Regions from separate parts of the Gossypium hirsutum genome. Here regions 2, 3, 4 and 5 are each linked to region 1. A link is a contact called in public Hi-C data. All regions are on one chromosome and are shown on one strand. The core of a region is the stretch at or near the end of the contact, and the rest is flanking DNA. Distances in the headings are between cores, read along the strand shown.

Region 1 (2,700 bases), core at 113-2,612:
TCGAGATTGCCCTATGACAACTGAAGTATGGTATCTGTTAAATTTCTCATGGATTATGAATAATACGAGTCAATCTATGTGGGAGTGGCTAACCTGGGTTTTCAAGAGGAGTAACAGCTGTCAATGTCTTCTTTTCTGTTATGCGTTGTGGTGGATATGGTTCTCCAGAAATCAATATATTCACGAGAGGAAAAACACAACAGGAAGGGCTTTAGTACTTAATATTTAAAGATACATGGCAGAACAGGAATGATTAAAAGCTTTAAAGAATAATGAGAGTATATGCAGAAGCTATGGAGTACAAGAGGACATACCGAGAGTCAGGATCCTTTTTGATGCTGTGTACGACAACAAAACTTTCAGATCAGCTTCCGACCTGGTAGGATGGAATCTGAGGGGAAACTTAACAGTGTTAAAGACAGTTATTCATAGCAATGTTCCTTCTCCTTTTGCGGCAGAGGCATATGCATGTTTAGATGGTACAAAGCTAGGGATTTCACTAAGAACCCACTCAGTAAAACTTATGGGGGATTCAAGAACAGTAATAAGGAAATGTCAGGAGACTACCACAGACAAATCAGCAATCGGAGCCATTATCAGAGATATTCAGAGCAAGAAATCTGATTTTCAAGAACTCATTTTTTAGTATATTCATAGATCAAAGAACTCATATGCTCACAGATTAGCAAAAAATGCGCTTGAAAAAGGAGAGACTACTTATCTGAGGGGAGAAGAACTGGATCGCCATAATTTTGCCTCGGTAGAAATTTGGCCAAGAAATCTAGATTGAAGATTTGATTCACAGAAGAAGAAATCAAAATAGATAGCAGAGTGAAGTATTAATGCCTTGGGGACTGCTGTCGATGGAACGTTAGGAGCTTTGGAAATGACGATTCAATTGATATTTTTGGAGTCCAGCTGTGTTTGATTTGACTGGGTTAGGTTTTGAATTGTTTTTTTAATTTCATTTATTGTTTCTCTAGTTCCGTTTAGTTAGAAAGAAGTTGGATAGTTTTCAATTTAGTTTTCTTTGACATATCTTTGGGCCATTGATTGGGCCGCCTGTTAGTTTTTTTTTCTATCTCAATAAAACCCCAGTCTTATTTTCAAAAAAAAATGTTTCTAATTATTTGATCAAATTTAAAAATGATCATAAAATATGTATGATTTTATTATTTAATTTAAAAAATAGATATATAATTTTATCAATTTTTAGAAAATCTAAATAAATATATATAAATGACACCCAGTTATTATATAAAATAAAAAAATTATTGAGAGAATTATTAAAATTGCTTAAGCCGGCCTGGCCCGGACAGATCATCATCAAATTCTTATAGGGATCAAGATAAACCCAACCCGCAAAGTCTTGTTTGTTGAATGCAAACTTTGCAAAGTCCATATGCTTTTATTTTTAGTTTTTTGGTTTTATAATTAGACAACATTCTGGAGATACTGTCGCTCTGTTCGCCGCTCCTATCCCTTCTCCTTCTTCTCTGTAAACTGTGAAGTCCAACCGGTAGGTGCAAGATAGCAGCCTCTCTACCCTTATGCGCATTTAACCTCCACTTCCATGGCCCTCACTTCCACTCTCCCTCTATACTCTCATCCCAAGGTAATTACACGCGCTCACTCTTTTTCGAAATCTCTTCGGTCTCTCGAAAGGTGAAGCTCACTCTATTTGTTTATATGTTTCGTTATTCTCTGGTTCTTCCGATGAAGCAGAGGCTTGGCCTTCAAGCGTTGGCTTCGGACCACGGCCGCTGTCTTGGTCATGATTCCGCTTGGTTTATTACTAGGAGACGTTACTCCAGGTCCAAGAGATTGGTGGTAGCGGCAGCGTACGGTGCGGAGGGAGGCGCGAGGCGGCGTGTTTACAGACAGTCGCAGGCGAAGCAGCCTCTCAGTAGTGCTCCGAAGCAGATTGCAACCTTTGTGGCGCCCGCTGGCGTTTTTATCGCCGCTACTTTTGGTATGGATTTCCGTTTCTCTTCTTCTCTAGTGGATGGTGAATTTGGAATAATGTAACTGATTGCATTCCTATTTATAAATTCATGAGTTTCGTCAATAATTTTGATGAGGTTGTTGAAATTCCCCAATTTGGTTGAGCACAATGAAAATTTACTAGCGCTCTGGTTTTTCTTGATTGCTTACTCAGGCCATAGCTATAAGCATTACATTTGTTAATGGCATTTGATTTTTAATCCGACTTTAGCATTTATTTTAGTCTTTAAGCCAACGTGTTGTCAGTTCTTATACCTTACTATTTCTTTCTGTTGCGCTAGGCATATGAATGGCATTTTGGAATCTTTCTTTTCCTTTTATTGGGGATGCGTTAGGCTTTGTATGGAATGTTTACACGAGTGCAGCACATATTCTTTGTTATGTTTATCCTATATGTACCCTAATTGATGTCTTCAGCTGACAGTTTTATGGAAATTGGTGGAGAAACTCCTTATGCCGAAGCCATCTAGGTCTTCATCTGTTGAAAATAAATCTCCTTCACAAGGAGTGAAGTGGTCTTTTGCCCCAGGAACAAATCTATTGTCAGGTGTTACTGCTAAGATTGATAGACAGTCAAAGCTGACACTCAATGAGTTTGCCAAGGAACTTAGGGCATTCAGCAGTGTTGATATGTCAGGTATGCTGACTGATTTTAGACTATTTCCATAGATAAAGTGAAGCACCTATTTTAATCCT
Region 2 (2,700 bases), core at 96-2,595, 390 kb after region 1:
CTACTTAACTTAAACGTTTTATCGACAAAATTTATTTTTTCCTTCAAAACAATTGATTTCTAGGAAATAAACTCGATTTTCTTGTACATATTGATCTAAGAATTTTAGCTGCAAAGTATACGTTCTAAAAAATGTAAGCAAGTGTCGTTTTCAACTAAAAAGTAAAGTTAGATATGTTTTCTTTTAAACCGAGGTTTTTAAATGATAAAACTTTACGACTCTTTCCGAAATTTACAAGAACTGGATTTTCGGTTGTTATATGTAACATCTCCAGATTTGGTCATAATGTCTAGACCGGGTTTGGGGTGTTACATTTAGAATTAATGCTAAAATGACAAAATATATAAACATTGAAAGATAAATTTGTTATTATACCAATACCAATCAAAATTATGTACAATTGATAGAAGACATTAACAATGTAATTAGTTATCCTTAGTTGTTGACTTTCGAAATTAAATTAATCTAAAATTTTAAAAAAGAAATTAATTAAATTGGAGAAACCAACTTCCCATCCATCTACCGATAAATCAAAGTGAGATTTGTTATAACATGAAATTATCTTGTCGTGAAAAGTTTGTATTTTGTTAATGCAAAAGTTTTAAAGCTAAATTTAGGTCTTTTAAAGTTGGTACAACAAGTTCTAAAGAGTGTTGGAGCAAGTTTAATGCTTTAACAGAACAATATTACAAACAATTTAGAAAATGGTTTGTCGGAAAATCTAGAAAAGTCTAGCCCTAATAATTAGCAAAACATTTAATTTTTTTTATCTTTAATAAGTTGGATTTTACCAACACTCTTAATTTGTCAAATTGAAGTTATCTCATCGTAGGAGACAAACTGATAATTTTACCAAATGAATAGAAAGTTTTTGAAATTATTACTTATTGATTTCAACAAAAAGTCCAAACATTTTAGGTAGAAAAGCAATTATTTTATTTTCATTTTTGATCATTTTAATCACCATATCATTTGACTTTTGAAATTTTAGTTCAATAATATTTGAATCTATTAATTAAAACGATGAGTTTTTTTTAGTATTATATAGAAAAATCATAATAACATAATATTACACATATAATAATATAAAATTTAAAAATAATAGAATTTTAATTAACATATTAAATAATTATCATTTGAGTTCAAGCTTAAATTTTCAAAATTAAAATATAAAACTTACGAATAATATAATATTAATAGCAGAAATATGAATATTCTTATTAATTATTACGAATAGTAGCATGGAATTCATACATGGAAAGCTGAGCAGGTAGGGGCATGGGCAGTTCCGGGAATTGTGGGGGCACCAATGGTCCTCTCGCCCACTTGTATGATTAAGTAATTTATTAATTGCTTGTCCGATAAAGACTGCTCCTTCGTGATGCCCTAACCCTCCGCAGGACCACATTCTCCTCTCGCTCTTACAATTTCAACTCTTTTTCAAGTTTTGATTGCAATTGCTATGTTTTTGGATAAAAACTATTAAAGTAAAAGGATTGGGATTAAGCGCAAATATATATAGTTGACTTCAAATATGAGATGCGCTCTTATATCCAAGTTTGTGTTCATATGTTTTTAATTTTATAATATATTTTTTAATGTTATGTGTTCCTTTGTTTAAGTGAGCAAAAGTTACAATCCGGTAAAATGAAGTATTGTGAAGAGAAAGATCGGAACATATCATGGAAAATAAGTGTGATGGAATGGTCAGAGTTGTAGTGGTTGTCGTGATCTTTGAATGAAAGTTCAAAGTAAATTTTGAGTATTTAGATTTGTCAAAAGATCAAAAATCCCTAAATGAAACATTAGATCCGTTATTTAGTTTTTTCAAGATAGTTATCAAAAGAACAGTTGTGAAACAAGTTGCATATTCTGTAGATATGAAAAAGATGCCTGTTAACTCACAAGAGTATGCTATGAATGATGAGTAATCAAGGTGAAGGAAATCACGTTCATGTTACTAATAGTGAGTACTAAGAGAACAATTATGAAGACAGTGGATATAATGATAGTTTCGTGAAAATTACACTTTTGTAACTCATTTTGGTAAAAAAAGTGCTACTTGCAAACTTAACTACAAGTGCTTTAACAATTTACTCAATGTGGAGGGAGAGGAAGTAGTTATATACCCGAGAAAAGTTAAGAACTAAACTTCTTAATAGTCTCTGTGTTTGAGCTTCCAAGTCATGCTCTTCAAGGCATCCCAATAGTGGAGTAAATAGTACAATCTTACCAAGGAGTGATTCTGCAAGGAACGATATTTTCTAACACTACTATTAACAGAAGCGTTAATAACAAAAAATGATATCTATTATGTAATTAATATGGTATTGATATTAAATATTTAATATTTATAATCTAAATATTAAAAATATGTTACTAAACATTAAATAATAAACATTTTTTAAAATAGAAAAAATAAAGTACTTATAGACCTAAATGAGCTGGACTTCATTTATAATTTCAAAGCTTATTTAAAATATAAGTTGAGCTTTTAGTTATTTTTCAATTTGATAATGTATTATGTAATTAATATCATATTAAAGTTTAACATGGAACATTATAATCTAATCATAAAAAAAGTATATCATAAAAATAAATAAAAAACACAAAAATATTATAAAAAATTGAATGTGTTTTGGTTAATAATTTACATTGATTTGAGCAAAATATATTTTAAGTTGATAAGCTAAAGCATGT
Region 3 (2,700 bases), core at 8-2,507, 360 kb before region 1:
CCTGTGAGAAGGCCAACATTATTATCCCCAAATGTCTCCCTAAAACAACAAAGATCACTATATCAGCTCGAAGGGTTCATATCACCTATAATTATTTGCACTACAATGTAAGCATGACCCAATGCCACTATTCATAGTGGCAGGGCGCCTTGAAAGTTATTTGGAGCCTGGAGGCCATATGAACTCCACAATTATGGTGAGGTTTAAATTTTAAAATTTAATGCATTAATAGCATGTTTCAACCCAAAACCACTGACAAACTAACGAAACTTAAAATTATTTGAAAAAGGTAATAGAAAACGAAAATTATAATTCATTATGCATGTTGAGAGGGGAAGAAAATAGCTCTAATTACCTAAACTGTCGAAACTTCTGATTGGATAATGCCTTAAGCGGAGTTGTATAGAATAACCTCCTTCTCCTGGCTACCGTCGCCACGGCAGCAGCTTCCGCAATTAAAGTCTTTCCGCTGCTGGTGGGCGCTGAAACCACCACAGACGAACCCCTTAAAAATGCTTCTATCGCCATTCTCTTCAAAATACAAGGGCAAGATCATTAGAACTTCAAATTCTTCTTCTTTTTTATCTTTAAAGAACATATTAAAAATAAGGAACCTGAAATTTATCAATGCGAAAATCGTAAATATCAGCGAGTGCATCGACGTCAATCATTTCCTCCCCCAATTCCTTAACTAGATTACAAAGCTTTTCAACTCGTTGCCAAGTGGATTCTATCTGCCAGTTGGATGAATCCACTGAGATTTCTTTTTCGTTTTCGTTTTCGTTTTCGGTATAGTCTTCATCTTCGTCTTCGCTCGGTCGGACATCATTGGAAACTTCACCGGAAACGTCTTCGTATTCGTCGTATTCATCAGCAGCTTCAAAATCATCGTCGTCTTCGTCATCTTCGAGTTCCTCGTCAGAGAGTTGGGGCTCAGCGGAGAAGGGAGAGCGAGGGGATTTGAAAGAGAGACGAAAAGAAAGCGGAGAGAGGATGGAAGTGGGGCGAGGGAAAGGTAGGGATTGAGAAATGGAGCGGAAGTGAGGGAATTGGGAGTGTTTGGCTTGTCGGAAAAGAGAAGGAAGGGTGAGGATTGAGAGAGTGTTCATGGCGGGAGTTGCTCAGCGGTATTGTAGACCGAGTTACTTACACCACTGGACAATCCATTTGGATACCAACCAATACAAAATTGAACCGGCGGCGGTTTGAATATTTATTTTGTTATATAAATTACAGAATATCTTTGCTTCGTTTCGTTGTCTACTTCAGCCAGCGTTACACTAGATTTTTTTTGTATGAGGATTTTTTCGCTTCCCAACTTCACCAAAAAAAAAAAGCGCTCCATTTAATATTTTATCTTTTTTTAATTTTTAAAATTATATTTTTCTATCAGATCATTTCAAAATAAATGAATGAGTAAATTGCAATGATGATTATGAGCAAAGTGAAGTGTCCATAAAGTTGATAGGTGAACCAGTGAAATGCACAAAGTAATACTTGATAAACGAATAATCATAAATGGCTTTTAAAACAAACAATATTAGAAATGTGTATGTAATTATGTGTACATGAGTTATTGTGTGGTAACGATGTACAATATAGATTTTGAAAATGTGATAAGTAAGTGCAATGCTCTAGTAAACTTAGTGAAATAGTGAGGGTACAATTAGCATACTAATAAGGATGTGCACGCTTTGTGTTGAAGATAGTGTTTAGTGTGAAGACAGATATTTATGCCATATAGCATAACACTTAAGTTCATAGTGAGGACCTTAAGTGATTTGGTGTAAGGTTGGTTACACCTTTAGTGCAAATTAGTGTATAGTGTTTGGTTGAAATCCCGAGTATCCAAATGAATTTTTCTAGAATTTACTAAGGGCTAAATGTTACAATTATTGATAATTGGAAGTAAAATTTCAATGTAAGCTAAAAAAGATAGGAATAAAATGGCATTGATGATAAGTGCAAGTAGTGATAGATTAATAGAAGAAGATTCAATAAGAGACTATTGATGCCAATAGTAATAAGTGAATTAGTGAAACAATAATTCATTAAAAGGGCTAGGTGATCAGCAAGTGAGTAAATGAACTAATAAAAAAAGTAATTGTTGGATCTAGTGCCCCAAGTGTAATATATTCGTTTTGTATACTTGTATTTTTCAAACAATTTGGTTTAATAAAAATATTTATAAATTACATTGGTACCCTTGTATATTGTCCTCAATGTTTTTGCACGCAAAGCAAAATAAAAGCAAATATTGACTCACTAGTTATCTGTAACACCCCTCGCTTGACCCAGTTGTCGGGTCCAAGCTACAAGGTGCTATAGTCGCTGTTGGAGCAACTACAGTCAATTTATAGAAAAATATTTACATGCACGTGTAATTAAATGCTAAACATATTCATTTATGGATAAACAATCAAAACAAGTCTTAACCGAGCTTATGATAGTTTTTTGTTGACTCGAGAACGCAATAGGACCAATTGCAAAGTTTCAAAATTTCAGGGCCAACGTCATGATGTCATCACTTCCACGTCGCGACATCGCCAAACAATTTGTCACATCACAACGCCAAGCCACTCGACGTCACTTATTGTCGGTCAACATTGCGATGAGAAGAGTTGCTCGTCAAGGCGTGAACTCTGTTTTTGATAAAAAAAATTGAGTCATTTGGTACCTATTTCAAACTTTCCACCAAGC
Region 4 (2,700 bases), core at 156-2,655, 360 kb after region 1:
ACTATTATATATTTATAAGAATATTTGAGATTTAAATTGTATTTGATTTTTTTAAAAAATAAATTAATATTTAATATAGTAAATTAATATTAATTAGTTAGATTTACTTCATATTTTTAATAAAATCCATTAATTTCATTTCATTTATTAAAGATTATTTTAATTAATAAAATATTATTTAATATTTTATGTAAAATTTAAATATTTTATTGAAATAATATCTTATCTAAAATTTATTATTTTTATTTTATTTAGGAATAAATTTTATTTTATTAATTTTTTTGAAAAATGGTTGTTATAGAGAATTAACTAGATTTTTTTCATACCACGATATGGGTGAAAGAAAATATTTTATGTTAAAAATATTTTTCTGAATATAGGTGTTGTGGTAATAAAATTGTGTTTTAGTATTATTGAACATGTGTTCAATCCTTAGCTTTATAGTTTTTAATTCTTTTGTTTAAATGTCATATTATTATTGGAAAGAAAGAGTATTTCTATAATTTTATAATTGAGTTGGTGACTCAGATAAGGGTGACACTAACTCAATAAAGTGCTTAAATACAAGTATTAGAATTATATTAGATTTAGATATACAACTGATGGATGTAATAAAATGTGCATAATATAATTAAAATATACAAAACATTTCGGGATAAAGATTTGGTTGAGTGATAAAATTAAAGTTTTATTAATGTAAATTATTTATTAATTTTTTAAAAAATAAAAAACTAAAATGCCATAAAGTAATATAAATTATTTTAAATACAAAAGAATATTTTTATATTTTTTAATTGAATTGATACCGAATTGACTCGTAATACCAAATCAATCAAAAATTTAAATAATAATATAAATAGGAAATAATAAAATTAACACACATTCCATTTAATTTAATTGTGAATTTTTAATTTATTAACAAGTACGTTTTTCTTTTTGTTCAATAATTCATTAATAAGGAAGTTTACCTTTAAATTGGATTTAGTATTTGTATTTTAATTTGATTAATTTTAGTTTTTTTTTTAATTTTGAGTTCATTAATTTTAGTCTTAACCAAACTGTAACAATTAAGTTTGTTTAGTTAAATTTTACTATTAGTATTATATTATGCGTAAAGTTATAGATTTAGTCATCAATCTTAGTTGATATATTTTTCGAATTTCAAAATTTCAATCTTAATACAAATGACAATTGTAATTTATTAGTTGGTTTTTTGTGAGTAATATAGAAATAGTAAGTTGATATGACATTACACATACCATAATATATTTGGGGCATCAAATTTTGAAAATAGTATAACTTAATGAATTTAATAGTCACAATCTGGTCAAGACTAAAATTTTAAAATTCTAAAAGCATAAGGATCAAAAATGACTAAATTAAAGTATAATGACTAAATTCACAACTTATGCATAATACAGATACTAATAATAAAATTTAACCATGAAAAAAACCAATATTGATTTAAAATACATAATGTGAAATAATCAAGTTTTACGCTTGTAATACATCTAGAAAAAAGAAAAATGAACTAAAAGGCCCAATACCAACCCTAGCCCCCAAATTAACAATCAATCATAGGCCCAATAAAATCCAAAATTAAAAGTCCAACTCCGTCCATTACAATCCATCACCCGAAAATGGCGTCTTCTTCGTGTTCGTTGGTCTCTATTCACCCACCCTTAACTCCCGCCAAAATTCCAACCTCCACCATTCTTATCCTGCGAAACGCCGGCCTTATCCTAAACCCGCCTCCTCCTCCTCCCTCTTTTTCAACCCTCTCTTCAAAACCCATCTCCGTAAAACCGTTCCTTAGCGCTCTCAGAGCCTCGCATTCCCAGAAATACGTTTACCATGACCCTATCCCTAAGTTTGCTGAAGCCGTAAGTTTATACACTTGTATATTTAGAAAAACGTATTATGGTTTTAAGCTCCAATGATAGATTTTCTTTTGATTATTGTTGTGGATATTTGGTATAATAGGAGACCCAGAAGTTTAAAGCTGAGCTTTTCAACAAGTTATCCAAAGACAAAGACAAATTTGGTGATGACCTTGATTCTGTCATTGACGTTTGCGTTAAGGTACTTTCCCTTTTTCTTTTCCAGGAACGGCTAATTTCGGAATAACTGTTAATATATTATGAATGGTTTTTGTTGAATTCAATGAGACTTAAAGCATCACCTTCCAGCTCTATCCTTTATAAGCCCAACTCTTTTGTGTACACGAAAGCCCTGTAGCCAGCCGTTGCTTCCACCTTCGCTGTTTTTGTCACATGTTGCATATTCTTCACCGAACCTGCCAAAACTTGACATTGATAGTCTCGAACAATGATACTCAATACCACCTGTTCGACTGTTTGTTTGAACGGCTCCATCAAATTTAGTTTTGACTCTTCCCTCACTTGGCGGCTTCCAGCCCCATGTTATTGCAATTCTGCTCCCTGATGCATTCTGATTGGTATTATGGTATCCCTCTTTGTATTTTCTGATAAAACTGCTGGTAGTTAGATTGGATTGACGGCCCTCGTGTAGCTCTGCGTTCCTCAAGTTCCAAAATCGCCCATGCTGTTATCATTGCTAATTGAAGATCCTCCATACTTGCATGACTTAATTGAAAGAATGTACCACTGAACAGAATTTTTTATTTTATTGGAGCCTTGTGTCATTCTCAGGAGTCAATACCCACGATTCATGGACGTA
Region 5 (2,700 bases), core at 34-2,533, 450 kb after region 1:
TCTTTTGTATTTAATCGAGTGCATTTAATCACTTCAGCTTTTCTTGATATTTATTATATGAGGTGTATTTATTATTTTAGAATTTTTTAATTTTGGTTTATATTAAAAATTTACGTTATTTATTTAATATTCAATATTTGTTAATTTATCCTTATATATAAATAAATTTATTAGTATGTAAAATTAATAATTTTTATCAATATGCAAAAATAATATTTCTTAGATCGAAAATTGATTTTCTAGATCAAAACTTAATTTTAAAAGCATAAAAAAAATTAAGAGTTTAATTAAAAATTATGAGGAAATATAAGTACCAAATATTATGAGGAATACTAAATATTGATTCCTCTTGCTTTATTTATTAATTTTCAATATTTTGTATTTATTAGTATATATAATAAATTTTATTAAGATGCAAAATAATGTCTTTTTACCATCAAAAATTAATTTCTCATGCCACAACCTGAAAGCAATAACAAATGACGAGAACATATAAAAAATTTTGAAGTACTAAAAAATTATGAGAAATTACCAAAAAATTACGTGAGAGTAGCAAAATTTGAGCAAGTATCAAAACTTAGGAGAGAATAAAAAATATCAAGCTACTATTCCTTTCAAATCAAGATATATTTCATATGGGTAATTTTTACTATTAGTTCTTGTACTTTATAAAAATTATAGAATTAGTCATTATATTTTAATTTGATTAATTTTAGTTCTTGTATTTTTTCAAAATTTAAAATTTTAACCCTGACTCAAATAATAGCAGTTAAATACATTTGATTAAATTCAATTATTAGTCCTTTACTATGCGTATGCTTGTAAATTTAGTCCATATTCTCTAATTTGATCATTCTAAAATCATATATTTTTCGAACCTTGAAATTCCAGTCATGACGGAAAGATGAAAATGATAGTCGTTAATCTATTAATTAGATTTCCAACGAGTAATATGTGAGAATAATAAAGATGATATAGCATTATACATAAATAATGTGTTTTCAGAATAAGTTTTTAAAAATAGCATAACTTAATGAAAATAAAAATTATCATTTAGCGAGGGCTGAAATTTTATAATTTTAAAAAATACGGATTGAAAATGACCAAATTAAAATACAAAGACTAAATGCACAACTTTCGTAAAGCACAGGGACTAATAGCAGAATTTAACCCTTCCATATTTGTTTTACTAAGCATAAATTTGTTTTCGAAGCGTGTGACTGTTAATTTAAACCAAAGGATTAAATAAATAAATTCAAAATCTACAAGGTTTTTTTTTTTTAATTAAGAAAACCAATAAAATCGTAAATACATCAATCAAACCTGTTTTTAAACCAAAGCTATCCTATTTCTATGGCAGCAGCGGCAGCAGCACTTTCACCGTTTCTTTACTTAGATCCTAGCCAACGTCAACACTTCCATATTCACCTTAATCCCACCAAAACTCCTCCCTTTCTCTCATCTAGGAACCCTCTTCTTTCTCTCCAAAGACTCCACCAATGCAATTGCAGATGTTCTTTCCCTTCTTCCTCCCCCAACTCTGTCACTCCATCTCAGTACTACTCCTTTCTAGATGACCCATTTAGGGGAAGCCGTTTTTTGTCCAATGAGGAGCTTGAAAAGCTCAAAGCCTTGGAGTCTTTTGTTTATCTCCAAGAATTGGAATCTGGGTCGTTGTGGGTTCGGGTAATGAGGAACGAGGAGATGGATTTGACTGCTGGGTTGTTAGCTGAGTCATTCGCAGAGTCAATGTTGATGCCTTTGGGATATGGGGCTTTGTTGAGGTTTTTGGTGAAACAGTATTTGATTGAGAGAAGAGCTGTGATGCCACATGCGGTGACTCTTGTTGGGTTTTATAGAGACAAAGGTGGAGAAAAAGGAAATGAACTTGCTGGGACCGTTGAAGTTTGCTTTGATAAAAGGGGTGCTAATGCTTCTCCTCCTACACCTATACCTCCCAAGAATTCACCATATATCTGTAACATGACTGTTACAAAGCAGCTTAGAAGGTAATAGTTATTTCCTTATTTGTTGGATATTAGTGGAATCTAATAATGGCTTGTTAAATTGTATCCTGATTGGCTTTTGTGTGATCAAGATTTTCTATAGGTTGACAACTAAATAAGAGACAATGTAAGAATTGTAATGTTAAAAGTCATCTGATGGGTAATAAGTAATAACTAAGATATTTGTTCTCATTCCAAGTTGAGTTTTCATTACATTAATAGTAGTGCTACAAACTTAGCAGAGTCAAGATCACTAGCAGGTTAATTACTAAGTGGAAAACTTAGAATATGTAATGTTTAAGCCATTTTAGGAATAAGAAGCGGTTCCTGTAGTCAATATGCTCTCATTCTAGGTTGAGTTCTTCCTTTGTCAGCTTCTTCTTCCTCTGATATTTCATTGATGGAAATATATTTGGAAAAGCTTTTCCTTGGCTTTAAAATTAGGACCTATGTTTGGTTAATTCGGGTGAGTATCATATATGATATGTGTTTGAAATGGTTATATTCTAGTCTTTTTAAGATTTATATGGTTAGAGGTTATATTCTGTTATACCTACCACTCGGGCCTAACATGTGATAGATTCAAAAGACTCTACGTGGGCAACATAGAGGGTCCTGCACCCTTCCGATCACCCGAGTTGTCTTCAGATGATCCACCAACCCGACTTAATGAAGACCACCCGCTAAATACGGA

What was found. A called contact is a pair of places that touch in the nucleus more often than the background predicts.
Region 2: a Hi-C map of leaf shows a contact between it and region 1, with 2.2 times the contacts expected there. The contact joins the enhancer-like site here to the promoter of LOC107903697 in region 1. A contact is called at or near these places in 2 of 34 Hi-C or Micro-C datasets (both in leaf).
Region 3: a Hi-C map of leaf shows a contact between it and region 1, with 2.4 times the contacts expected there. The contact joins the promoter of LOC107903689 here to the promoter of LOC107903697 in region 1. A contact is called at or near these places in 8 of 34 Hi-C or Micro-C datasets (callus, leaf and seedling).
Region 4: a contact with region 1 is called in a Hi-C map of leaf, with 3 times the contacts expected there. The contact joins the promoter of LOC107903702 here to the promoter of LOC107903697 in region 1. A contact is called at or near these places in 7 of 34 Hi-C or Micro-C datasets (callus, hypocotyl, leaf and 1 more).
Region 5: a contact with region 1 is called in a Hi-C map of leaf, with 3 times the contacts expected there. The contact joins the promoter of LOC107903704 here to the promoter of LOC107903697 in region 1. A contact is called at or near these places in 7 of 34 Hi-C or Micro-C datasets (callus, hypocotyl, leaf and 1 more).

What each region holds. Positions count from the first base shown.
Region 1 is chrD05:47,763,410-47,766,109 of Gossypium_hirsutum_v2.1, reverse strand. It overlaps LOC107903697 (NLR family CARD domain-containing protein 3), which reads left to right and starts at 1,362. Exons shown (of 19, transcript XR_001685898.2): 1 at 1,362-1,615; 2 at 1,726-1,972; 3 at 2,429-2,641. It overlaps LOC107903696 (a long non-coding RNA gene), which reads right to left and starts at 986. Exons shown (of 5, transcript XR_001685893.2): 1 at 315-986; 2 at 94-162; 3 at 1-20.
Region 2 is chrD05:47,371,951-47,374,650 of Gossypium_hirsutum_v2.1, reverse strand. It overlaps the pseudogene LOC107902296. Among protein-coding and RNA genes, the nearest start is that of LOC107903703, 28 kb to the left of the region's middle. Within about 2 kb of position 1,345, at least 3 of the 9 cell types and tissues checked have an H3K27ac peak or open chromatin away from gene starts, as enhancers often do. A contact at or near this core is called in leaf, where this site is marked.
Region 3 is chrD05:48,118,364-48,121,063 of Gossypium_hirsutum_v2.1, reverse strand. It overlaps LOC107903689 (DExH-box ATP-dependent RNA helicase DExH15 chloroplastic), which reads right to left and starts at 1,257. Exons shown (of 9, transcript XM_016829832.2): 1 at 615-1,257; 2 at 356-531; 3 at 1-39. The coding sequence starts at 1,109.
Region 4 is chrD05:47,403,997-47,406,696 of Gossypium_hirsutum_v2.1, reverse strand. LOC107903702 (protein PLASTID REDOX INSENSITIVE 2, chloroplastic) reads left to right here and starts at 1,405. Exons shown (of 3, transcript XM_016829842.2): 1 at 1,405-1,883; 2 at 1,984-2,082. The coding sequence starts at 1,641.
Region 5 is chrD05:47,310,966-47,313,665 of Gossypium_hirsutum_v2.1, reverse strand. LOC107903704 reads left to right here and starts at 1,283. Exons shown (of 2, transcript XM_016829846.2): 1 at 1,283-2,009. The coding sequence starts at 1,354.